Linked DNA regions of Sus scrofa: region 2 is linked to region 1. The links are chromatin contacts, called in public HiChIP or PLAC-seq maps. All regions are on one chromosome and are shown on one strand. The core of a region is the stretch at or near the end of the contact, and the rest is flanking DNA. Distances in the headings are between cores, read along the strand shown.

What was found. HiChIP or PLAC-seq counts read pairs in DNA pulled down with a chosen protein or histone mark.
Region 2: a contact with region 1 is called in an H3K27ac HiChIP or PLAC-seq map of alveolar macrophages. The contact joins the promoter of CORO2A here to the promoter of TRIM14 in region 1. A contact is called at or near these places in 1 of 5 promoter capture datasets (liver), 2 of 47 Hi-C or Micro-C datasets (heart right ventricle and skeletal muscle) and 1 of 2 datasets of contacts at active chromatin or transcription factors (alveolar macrophages).

The regions. Positions count from the first base shown.
Region 1 is chr1:239,943,365-239,948,109 of Sscrofa11.1, forward strand. TRIM14 (tripartite motif-containing protein 14) reads right to left here and starts at 1,718. Exons shown (of 6, transcript XM_003122031.4): 1 at 1,348-1,718. The coding sequence starts at 1,563. It overlaps CORO2A (coronin-2A), which reads right to left. Exons shown (of 12, transcript XM_005660267.3): 12 at 3,935-4,745.
Region 2 is chr1:239,999,342-240,003,953 of Sscrofa11.1, forward strand. It overlaps CORO2A (coronin-2A), which reads right to left and starts at 1,623. Exons shown (of 12, transcript XM_005660267.3): 1 at 1,500-1,623. TBC1D2 (TBC1 domain family member 2A) reads right to left here. Exons shown (of 16, transcript XM_021066519.1): 16 at 2,257-4,612.

The DNA.
Region 1 (4,745 bases), core at 468-2,967:
TGAATGGGCAGATAGATGACAAATGAACAAACAGGTGAGTGGGTGGGTATATGGATGCCTTTTAGAACCAGAAGCCATACTTCTGAAAGCAGCCTTGTTAATTCTGAAAACAGTGGCGTTTGGGGTTTTTTTGTTTTGTTTTTTTCTTTTTTAGGGCCGAACCCATGGCACATGGAGGTTCCCACGCTAGGGGTCAAATCGGAGCTGTAGCTGCTGGCCACAGCCACAGCAACACAGGATCTGAGCCATGTCTGCAACCTAACCACAGCTCACAGCAACATCCACAGCAATGGATCCTTAACCCATTGAGCAAGGCCAGGGATTGAACCTGCCTCCTCATGGATGTTACTCAGGTTCGTTAACCACTGAGCTATGATGGGAACTCCTGAAAACAGCATTTTGAAGAGTTTATTATTATTATAGCCATTTTCTAGATAAGAAAAAATTAAGACCTTGGAAGCAGAGGCAGGCCTTGAATCTGGACTCCACCTGCTAGATCGGGCCCCACATAGCCCATTCGCACCTTGGAGCTCCAAGGGTGACACAATGTGATGGCATTAAGTCTTGCTGTGCAGGGGATAGGTCAGGGTGAGGCTAAGTTAATCATGGGTGACTTCCTGAAGGTGGAAGTGGTAGAATCAACGTGACAGAAAGGCCTAGCCCAGAGAGGTGGAGGGATTTGACCAGAGTCAGGGGACAAATTTGGCCACAAGGCTGGAACAAGAGTCCAGAGCCCCTTCCACTATTAGGATTAAGCATGGGTGAGAGCTCCAACGTGAGATCGGCCCATAACGGGCAGTCCTGGGTTCAAGACCTGTCTCTGCCTCCAGAACCTTCCTCTTCCTGTGAAGCGGTCGTCCTGCGGTTATGAGTGTGGAAGGGAGCGGGCGTGGAGGGGGAGGGGCAGAACGGCTTAGGCAGAGGGCCATCGAGGCTTCTCCCCAGGGCCATGGGGCGGTCCACAGCCCCTCTGAATTCCAGGAGGCAAGACCAGAGGAGGTGTTTGTGTGGCTTTCTGGGGCTAGACGCCTGTTTTCTAAGTGGGACGGATTTTTTTCATCTGCTACAAGGCAGATTTTCTTCTAGCCCTAAGGCAGCGTGGTGGACCCGCTGCGGTGGAGGAGGTTCGGGATATCAAGTTCTCACTCACAAACCCACCTTTTTCTGAAGCTAAAAGATGGCCTTGGCTCACTGCCGCCTTTCCTTGGGCTTCAGTTTCTCTTTCTGAACAGGTCGGTCGCCTAGAGAGTCTCTGGGCCGCCTCGGGGGCCCTACCGGGAACTGTCAGGGGACCCGGCACGCCCTTCCCCGCCCGTTGCTCCCAGGCTCGCGCCCCCGCGTCCCCACCTGCACGCGCGCCGCTTCCTCCAGCACCAGGCAGACCGGGTGACCGCGGTGCGCGCCCAGCACCGGGCAAAGCGCGCACACGCAGCGGCGGCAACGGCGGCAGAAGAGCTCGGCCACGCGGTCGCCGTGCTCGCGGCAGCGCCGGCCGTGCGCTTCCTCAGGGTCCCCCCGGCCGAGCCCCTCAGGTGTCCCGCTTAACGCCGCTGCGCCCGCCATTCACCCCCAAGTTTGGGGTTGCCGCCGAGCCGCAAAGGGTCGGCGGGGAATCGAAAGCGGAGCGGTGGGGCGGGGCACTCCCGGCCGGCCCAGTTCCGGCAGGGAGAGACAGATGGCAGGGCGCTGCGTGCACGTCGGAGAACAGCCGCGGTATCGTCACCCTCCTGAGAGCACGATGCTCTCCTGACATCACGATGCTCTCCTGCTGAAGCTCGCCTGGGCAGTAAGAGCTCAGGCCTGGTCTCCTGGCTCTGTGTCTGGCCTGGAAGCAGCCACAGCACAAATGGGGGCTCACTTCTAATGGGCTAACTGGAAGGAGGTGGGCTTCCTCGTTCAGTGACACTCGTCCAGTCCTGATCAGAAAACTGCCGCCCTTTGGAAGGGACCATAATTGGCTCTGGCCTTCCAGGATGTTGCACATTTATCTGCACTTTTCACTTTCCCTACTTCTTTCTCTTTTGGCCTTTCCCCAAGAGAAATAACCGTTCCTCAATTGTGAGAGACACTCTGGAAACTCCAATTCCCCTCACATAAAGCTTCGGCATTCTCAGAGTGTAAATTGGTACAGGCATTGAAGAAAAGGGTATGGAGGTTTCTCAAAAATTAAAAATAAAACTACCACATGATCCAGCAATCCTACTTCTGAGTATATCTAAAGAATATGAAGTCGGTATCTCAGATATCTGCATTCCTATGTTTATTGCAGCATTATCTACAATTGACAAGGTATGGAAACAACCCAAAGTGTCTATCAATGGTTAAAGAAGGTATGGTATGTGTATGGATATATAGTGAAATGTTATTCAGATTTAAAAGAGGAAATCCTGCCATTTTCAAAATGAATGAGCCTGGAAGGCATTATGCTAAGTGAAATAAACCAAAGACAAATGCTGTATGATATCTAAATATGTGGAATCTTTTTTAAAAAAAGATTTCTATTTATCCTCATAGAAGCAGAGTAGAAAGGTTTTTGCCAGGAGCTGGTGGAAAGGGTGGGGTCGGGGAAAGGGTACAGACTTTCAGTTATGGAATGCCTAAGTTCTGGGGATCTAATGAACAGCATGGTGGCTACAGTTAGTAATACTATACTGTAATTTAGTACAGTTCAACAATTTGAAGTGTGTTGAGAGTGGATCTCAAATGTTCTCACCATACGCAAAAAAATGTTGATGACTATGAGGTAATGAATGTGTTAATTAATTTGTGTTAATTATTTCATGGTGTATTCATATATTAAATCATCACATTGTATACTTGAAGAAATCACCAACAACCTAAATATATGCAATTTTTGTCCATCATACCTCAATAAATCTAAAAGTCTCGGCTCCCACTTACAAGGCCCTTGGCTCTTTTTTTTTTTTTTTTTTTTTAAAGGAGCTAGGGGTCAAATCGGAACTATAGCCGCGGGCCTTCGCCACAGCCACAGCCACAACCACGCCAGATCCGAGCCTCATCTTCGACCTATACCACAGCTCATGGCAATGCCAGATCCTTAACCCACTGAGTGAGGCCAGGGATCAAACCCGAGTCCTCATGGATACTAGTTGGATTCGTTAACCTCTGAGCCACGATGGGAACTCCCTGGCCCTTGGCTCTTAATACCCTTGCTCTCTGCCCTGTCTATACCCCATCCTTTGCTTGTTTCACCAGGGAGCAGGTGGTTTTCTCCCCTTGGGACACTCTTTTCTTCAAATGCCCTTTGCTGCATTTACTCTTATTTATTTGTCATCTTTCTGCCTAAGTATCCTCTCCAGGAAGCCTCCCTTGTTTCTTCTCCGAGAACAGCCTGCGTGTCCCCTACTCTGGCCCTCCCCTTCCTTCCGACCACAACTGAAAACTCTTTGGAGGTCAGGAACCAAGTCCGACTTTCCTGTTTCACAGCCAAGTTTCTGACCCACACAAGTAGTTCCTCACAGGTATTTTCAAAAGTTCACTTTATGCCAACTTGCTTTTACGAAGACCTACATTAGTGCTTGTTTTCACTAACAGAAAGAAATCTGAGGAAGATTTTCACTTTATGAAAAAAAGACAAAAAGAGAAAAGAACATTCAGTGTTCATTTTGCAGCATGCCGTTACAGAGGCAGCATGCACCCCGTGGCACCCCAAGCAGTGAACATGGCCCAGCAAATTCCTTCTCCAGGAACTACACCCAGCATCTTAACATCAAGCTGCCATAGCTTTGAACTGTGTCTATGAGCATCTGTGGGTTATCTTGATTTATTTTGTGTATCTGTTAGCAAGATGTGATAAGGTAATTGCTTCTTCCAGTTTGACTTGTGAAAGGTTTCATGAGAACCCTCTCCTCTCAGACAGTGAGGGAAACCTGTCACTGGTATTTATGAAACAAATCAAGGGACGCTCCATCTATTAAAATGTCTAGGCATATGTTGTTTATTATTTTGTTACCTTCTTTCCATTGCACAATTCCACATCTATTTATTTTCACTTTTATTTTTTTTTTTTACAAAGGTACAAGGAATTTCAGAAACAACATTAAAACAATCAAACTGTTTCAGGCACGGTTTCTTATTAAAAGCATAGATCGATTTCTGACTTCCCGCTTCCCTCTATGATACAATCCCAATGATTGTAGAGCTGAGGTGGATACACCCCAAAGCTCATCTCCCAATGCTGTCTTCATTCTCAGAAAGGTCCTGAGTCAACAGGCAGGGGGCTCTTAGGGCATGGAGTAAGGAGATGAGTACATATTCTGCTTGCCCTGAGCCTGAGGGCCCCGCAAAGGCTGGGCGAGTTCCACTTCATCAGTCAAGACCAAAAATGTAATTTTAAAAAATGGCTTAAAAAAATATCTGATAAAAATTACCTATCCCTCTCCCTTGTTGTGAAATAATTTAAATAATTTATTGTAGATGTAAAAAAAAAAAAAACAAAACAAGAAAAAGAAGTTTGTTCTTGGATGCCTTCGCATTGCTTTCAAGCATGAAGTCTAGGTCCCTTAGGGATGGGGAGAGCTTGAGAAGGAAGGGATGGCTCTGGGCAGAGGAGGCATGCGGGAAGCTCCCAGACTAGCCCTACCTCCATGCTTTGCAGCCAGTACTGTGGGCTTGATGATTCTTCATTCTCTGGGGCTAGGTCTTCCCTTCTGATCTTGGAGATACCAACACCCAGCTGACTCATAGGAGAGTAGGATGTGTCAGTGAGTGGGGGTGGGAGGGCT
Region 2 (4,612 bases), core at 373-2,872, 56 kb after region 1:
TACAGTCAAGTGTAACCCTGGGAAGTGCTCATCCAGCCTTTGCTCACATCTCTGATGACACAGAGCTTATCACCTATCCTGGCAGCCCCTTCTTTTGGCTGTAGGAAAGTTCCCAGGTGAGGGGCAGGTCAGGAGGGGGTACAATCGAGAAAGCCCAGGCTCGATTTTCAGAAACTACTCCTTCAATCAGAGCAGGCAACAGAAGACAGGGACCCTTGGGCTGGAAGGGCTGGAGAGAGGCTCCTCTGGCTCCTCCTCTCACTCCAGACCTCTAAGGCAGCTACCTTTCCAGAGGTACAGGGGACACATTCCAGTCCTGATGAAGGTGGGTTCTGAACAAGCCTCAGGCTGACTACTAACTGCTCCAGGGCAGACACCTCAGCTCTCTTGTCTTGCCTTTGCTCCCTTTGGCTCTGACAGGAGAAACAGCTCTGGATCTGGGGCTGTTTAACCCTGAGGTGAACTGATTTAAGGGACCAGATAATTGCCCTGGGGTGGGGATGGAGGGGTCAGATGTTGTCTGTGTGCCAGAGCAGGACTAGCAGACTCTAGCTCTGTTTACAGCGAGTGAGATTCCCATCATAAGGGGTGTGCAGTGGGGCAGTGAGATGGTCCAGAGGGATCTTACCAAGGGGCCAGGACAGACACCAGAGGTCGTCTTTACCCAGAAATCTTGGAGCCACAGTCTCTCAGACATTTGCTCTGTCCCAGACCCGACCCCACCCAAACACCATCTCTTGGCACTGTAGCTCCTCTAGGTCCGTCTATGCATGGACAAGCCAACCATATCACATCAGGCTGGGACTTAGATTTGGGCGTTAGCACCTGGTGGGGAGACATTGCATACCATGCCCTAAATCCAGGTACTTGCGTGGGTCTGGTCCAGGCAAGTCTGTGCCAGAGGGCTCCACCACCTCCAACCTAGGGCTCCTCCAGCCCCAGACCGCGAGGAAGACTAGGCTTAGACTCTGACTGCCCCACCCTGCATGCCCAGGCTGGCTTGACAGGGACCTGGGGGTGTCGCCTATTAATGTTTCCTGTGCAGGGAAGCTGAGGCCCAGCAGGTTACCCAGCCAGGAGAGGGAAGAGTCCCAACACGGGTCCCGCGGGGCACCCAGGCCACTAGGGGGGACTGTCGGGACCGGCTTGCCACACCCAGCAAGAGCAGCCCTCACTGCGGGTGGGCTGTGCAGACAGTGCCCATCCGACCCTGCGCCGTCGGGAGCCTGGAGCTTGAGGCGGCCCCTCCCCACAGCCCAGCGACGAAGGGGCCATCCTTGTGCCCGCTATCCCGATGGGGAAACTGAGGCCTGGAGAGAAGCAGTGCTTTTTGCAAGGTCACGCAGAGGTGTCGAACGCCAGGTTCCCCGCGTCCCGCCAGGTCCCCAGCGGTGCGCCGAGCCCCAGCATCCCTCCCCAGGCGTTGCAGCTCAGAGGCGCAGCACGAGCACATCGCGCAGACGGGGAAGGCATAGCCCGGCGGCCCGGGACCGCCCTACCTTGATGACGGCCGCGCAGGTGGCGGTAGCGGCGGCGGCGTCTGGCTCTGGTTCTGAGCTCCTCGCTGCCCGCCGAGTCCCCGCGCCCAGCGCTGCCGCCTCCTCCCACCCTCAGCCCAGCGGGAGGGGCCGGTGGGAGGGGCCGGGGCCGAGCACAAGCCCCGCCCGCGAGTCCGCCAGGCCACCCTTCCTTCCTCGGCCCTTGGGCCGCGTTCCTGGTACCCCGGAGCTTGTCTCGGGGCGCGCATTCGCACAGAGAAAGGGCTCGCACAGCGGCGCGCACACGCCGCAGTGAATGGGGCGGGCTCCCCGGGGACCGAGTAGAGGCTGGGGTTGCCTTCCTTCACATCCCGTCGCTTTCTCGCGGAGTGGTATGAGACAAGGGATTCGATCCTTCCGGGAGGGTCACTTTACCCTTAGGTGGAGTGGAAACAAACCGTGTCTGCTTCAGAGTTGTTTGAGAATTGGAAGTGACGATCTAATTTACCGGCGCAGTAATGTGCGCACTCAGAGACGGCCACAGGAGTAGCGCTTGGTGAACCCGAGCTGTTGGAGTAATTCCTGGGGGTTCCCGGTACGTCGAGAGGAAGAGGGCAGGGAGGATCTCTGAGTATGGGAGGACGCCCTTCTTTCTATCGGTAGCCAAGAGGGGGCGCTGCTGCTTAGTCTTGCCGCCTTGGGCAGTGGGGGCGGAGATGGGGAAGCCCAGCCTTTTTGTAATATCACCACCCAACTCCTGAAGAACCGGGCACTGTTCTGGGCACCTTAAATGCATCACCGCAGTTTATCGACACATAAACCTACTAGGTTAGCTTTTACCTATTTTACACATAAGAAATCTGAAGTTCACAGAGGTTAAGTACCTTTCTTAAGATGACACCAGTATCAGTACAACCCTAGGCAGTGTGGCTCCCAAGCCCAAGCTTATAGTCACTCCACCACACCGTCTCTCATGAGAACAACTGTTTGTTCAGTGGTGTATCTCCAGGGCCTAGAACAGTGCCTGGCTCAGTAAGTGTTAATTCACCCGAATGTCTTAATTCACCTAGGGCTTCAGCCAGTAACTATGGTATGCATTTCCTACCCATTTGCACTCTCATATCTTTGTGCCCTTGTTCGCAGTCCTCTCTGCCAGGAATTCTCTTCCCATATCATGGTCTACTGTCTAAACAGATTCATTTCTTCCTTCCATGTCCTTCCCCAGGAAGGCTTCCCAGAACCCTTGTGGACATTCCCTCCCAGCCTCATATCTGCATCTTCCCAACTCCTGAAGAACCGGGCACTGTTCTGGGCACCTTAAATGCATCACCGCAGTTGCCATGATGATAGGCGGCTGGGACTGTGTTTGGGGACCTCTCTGGTTCCACATGGGCATAGGACCAATGGGCCAGAGGGGAGACCATTGGAAGCCTCTGTAATAGACAGAAGGTGGTACCTTTCCTAGAGATGCTCCCTGCACGTGTGTGTTCCTCATTCTCTTGTCCTGTCCTTTCCTGTTATCCTGGTTCATTTTATGAAGGCTACCTCTGACCATGTGAATTGCACACATGGGGAAACTGAAGCCAGAGTGGGGATGACCTGCCCAGAGTTCCCTAGCTATGAAACCACACAGTAGGTCTGGCCCCAGAGTTGGGCCCATTTGCTGGCACCTTCTTTTGGGCCTTATTGCTTATTGAGATGGGCCAGGAAACCTTCCTGTATCAACATGGCCTGCTTTGTTTAATCTGCCAAGTGGGCGACGAAAACGTGTGCGTGTGGTCCTGTGCCCATGGCAGACAGAGCTGAGAAAGAAGGAGGGGCAGGAGTGCCTGGGAAGTAAGATTCTGAATATGGGGGAGGGAACCCTGAACTTAGATGTTCAATAGGAGTGTATGCTTTATCTCCCACTTCAGGGTGGGGGAGGATCTTCCAAAGTAACCTCCAGGCCCTCCCTCTTGTTTTGAGGAGTTCATTTGTTTTTGGGGATATTTCCCCAGGCAGTTTTCTGAGTAACTCCTTTCCTTTCCCCTCCAGGATGAAGTATGGACCTGAGCTTGCTAGAGACCTAGTGTTTGGAAGAGGGATGCTTTGAGCCAGAGGGCCTATCCCCTAGGGTATGGAGGTGGGGCTGTGAAGGATCAGATCCTCCAGCCCTGGAAAGCAGCGGCCCCTGGGGATGGGGGCAACAGCTGTGGTGCGGAGCCAGGAACCTGACACCGGGAGTGGGCCCCAAACCTCTTTTAGGAAAAGATACGGAGAGGGAGAGTGGGCAGCTACCTAGGAGCAGCAGCAGCTCTATATATTCTCGGGGTACAACCCCACCCGCACCAGTCCCTGCTGCAGCCTCCCTGTAAGGTGGAGGTTCATCCTTCCAGGTTTCTTTGCCTAGAGCTATCCCTACGGGCCCTATGCCACTCAAGAAGCCACAGGCCAGCCTTACCCTTTCCCTTGGGTTCTTGGGGGAGGTGTTCTAGGATTCAGAGAAGGCACTGTGAGCTTGGAGGAGCCCTCCTGGGTTTTGTAGTTAACCCCTCAGTGGCTGTGTGACTTTGGGTAAGTTAATTAACCTCTCTGAGCCTTGTCTCCTTATCTGTAAACTGAGCTTGGCCTGGAGTGAGCGAGTGCTCTGGGACAAGCTCTGGCTCCAGCTCCTTGCTGCAGGGCTAGGGGCCTCACCAGTCATTCCTCATTGCCTGTGGGGCCCAACCATGTCAGTGTATCACAACACCCATGCCCAACAATAGGTTCTGAGTGTGGGGTCCAGCACTCAGGTGATTTTGTCATGCAGTGAGGTAGGACTCAGAGGTGACTTTGTGCTAGGTCAGCTGCAGAGCACCACCTCTCCCCCTATTGGAGGAGGGGAAGCAGGGATAGACACCCAGCCTGGGCAGAGCTACTCCTCTGCCTAGGTGTGTGTGTGGGAAAGATGGAGAAGGGGGAAGAAAAGAAGAGAGGAGAGATGAAGGAAGGAGAGGGACACTCACCATCTGCAGTGCTTTACTCTGTGCCAGTATCAGAGTTAACTCTTTTAACCCTCCTGGATTTCCAGGAGGCTGGACCTCTTGTCTTCCCCGTGATGGCCCTGAGGGTTACAGCCTCTCCAGCCACCCTCAGTCCTTCATACCAAAGATTGC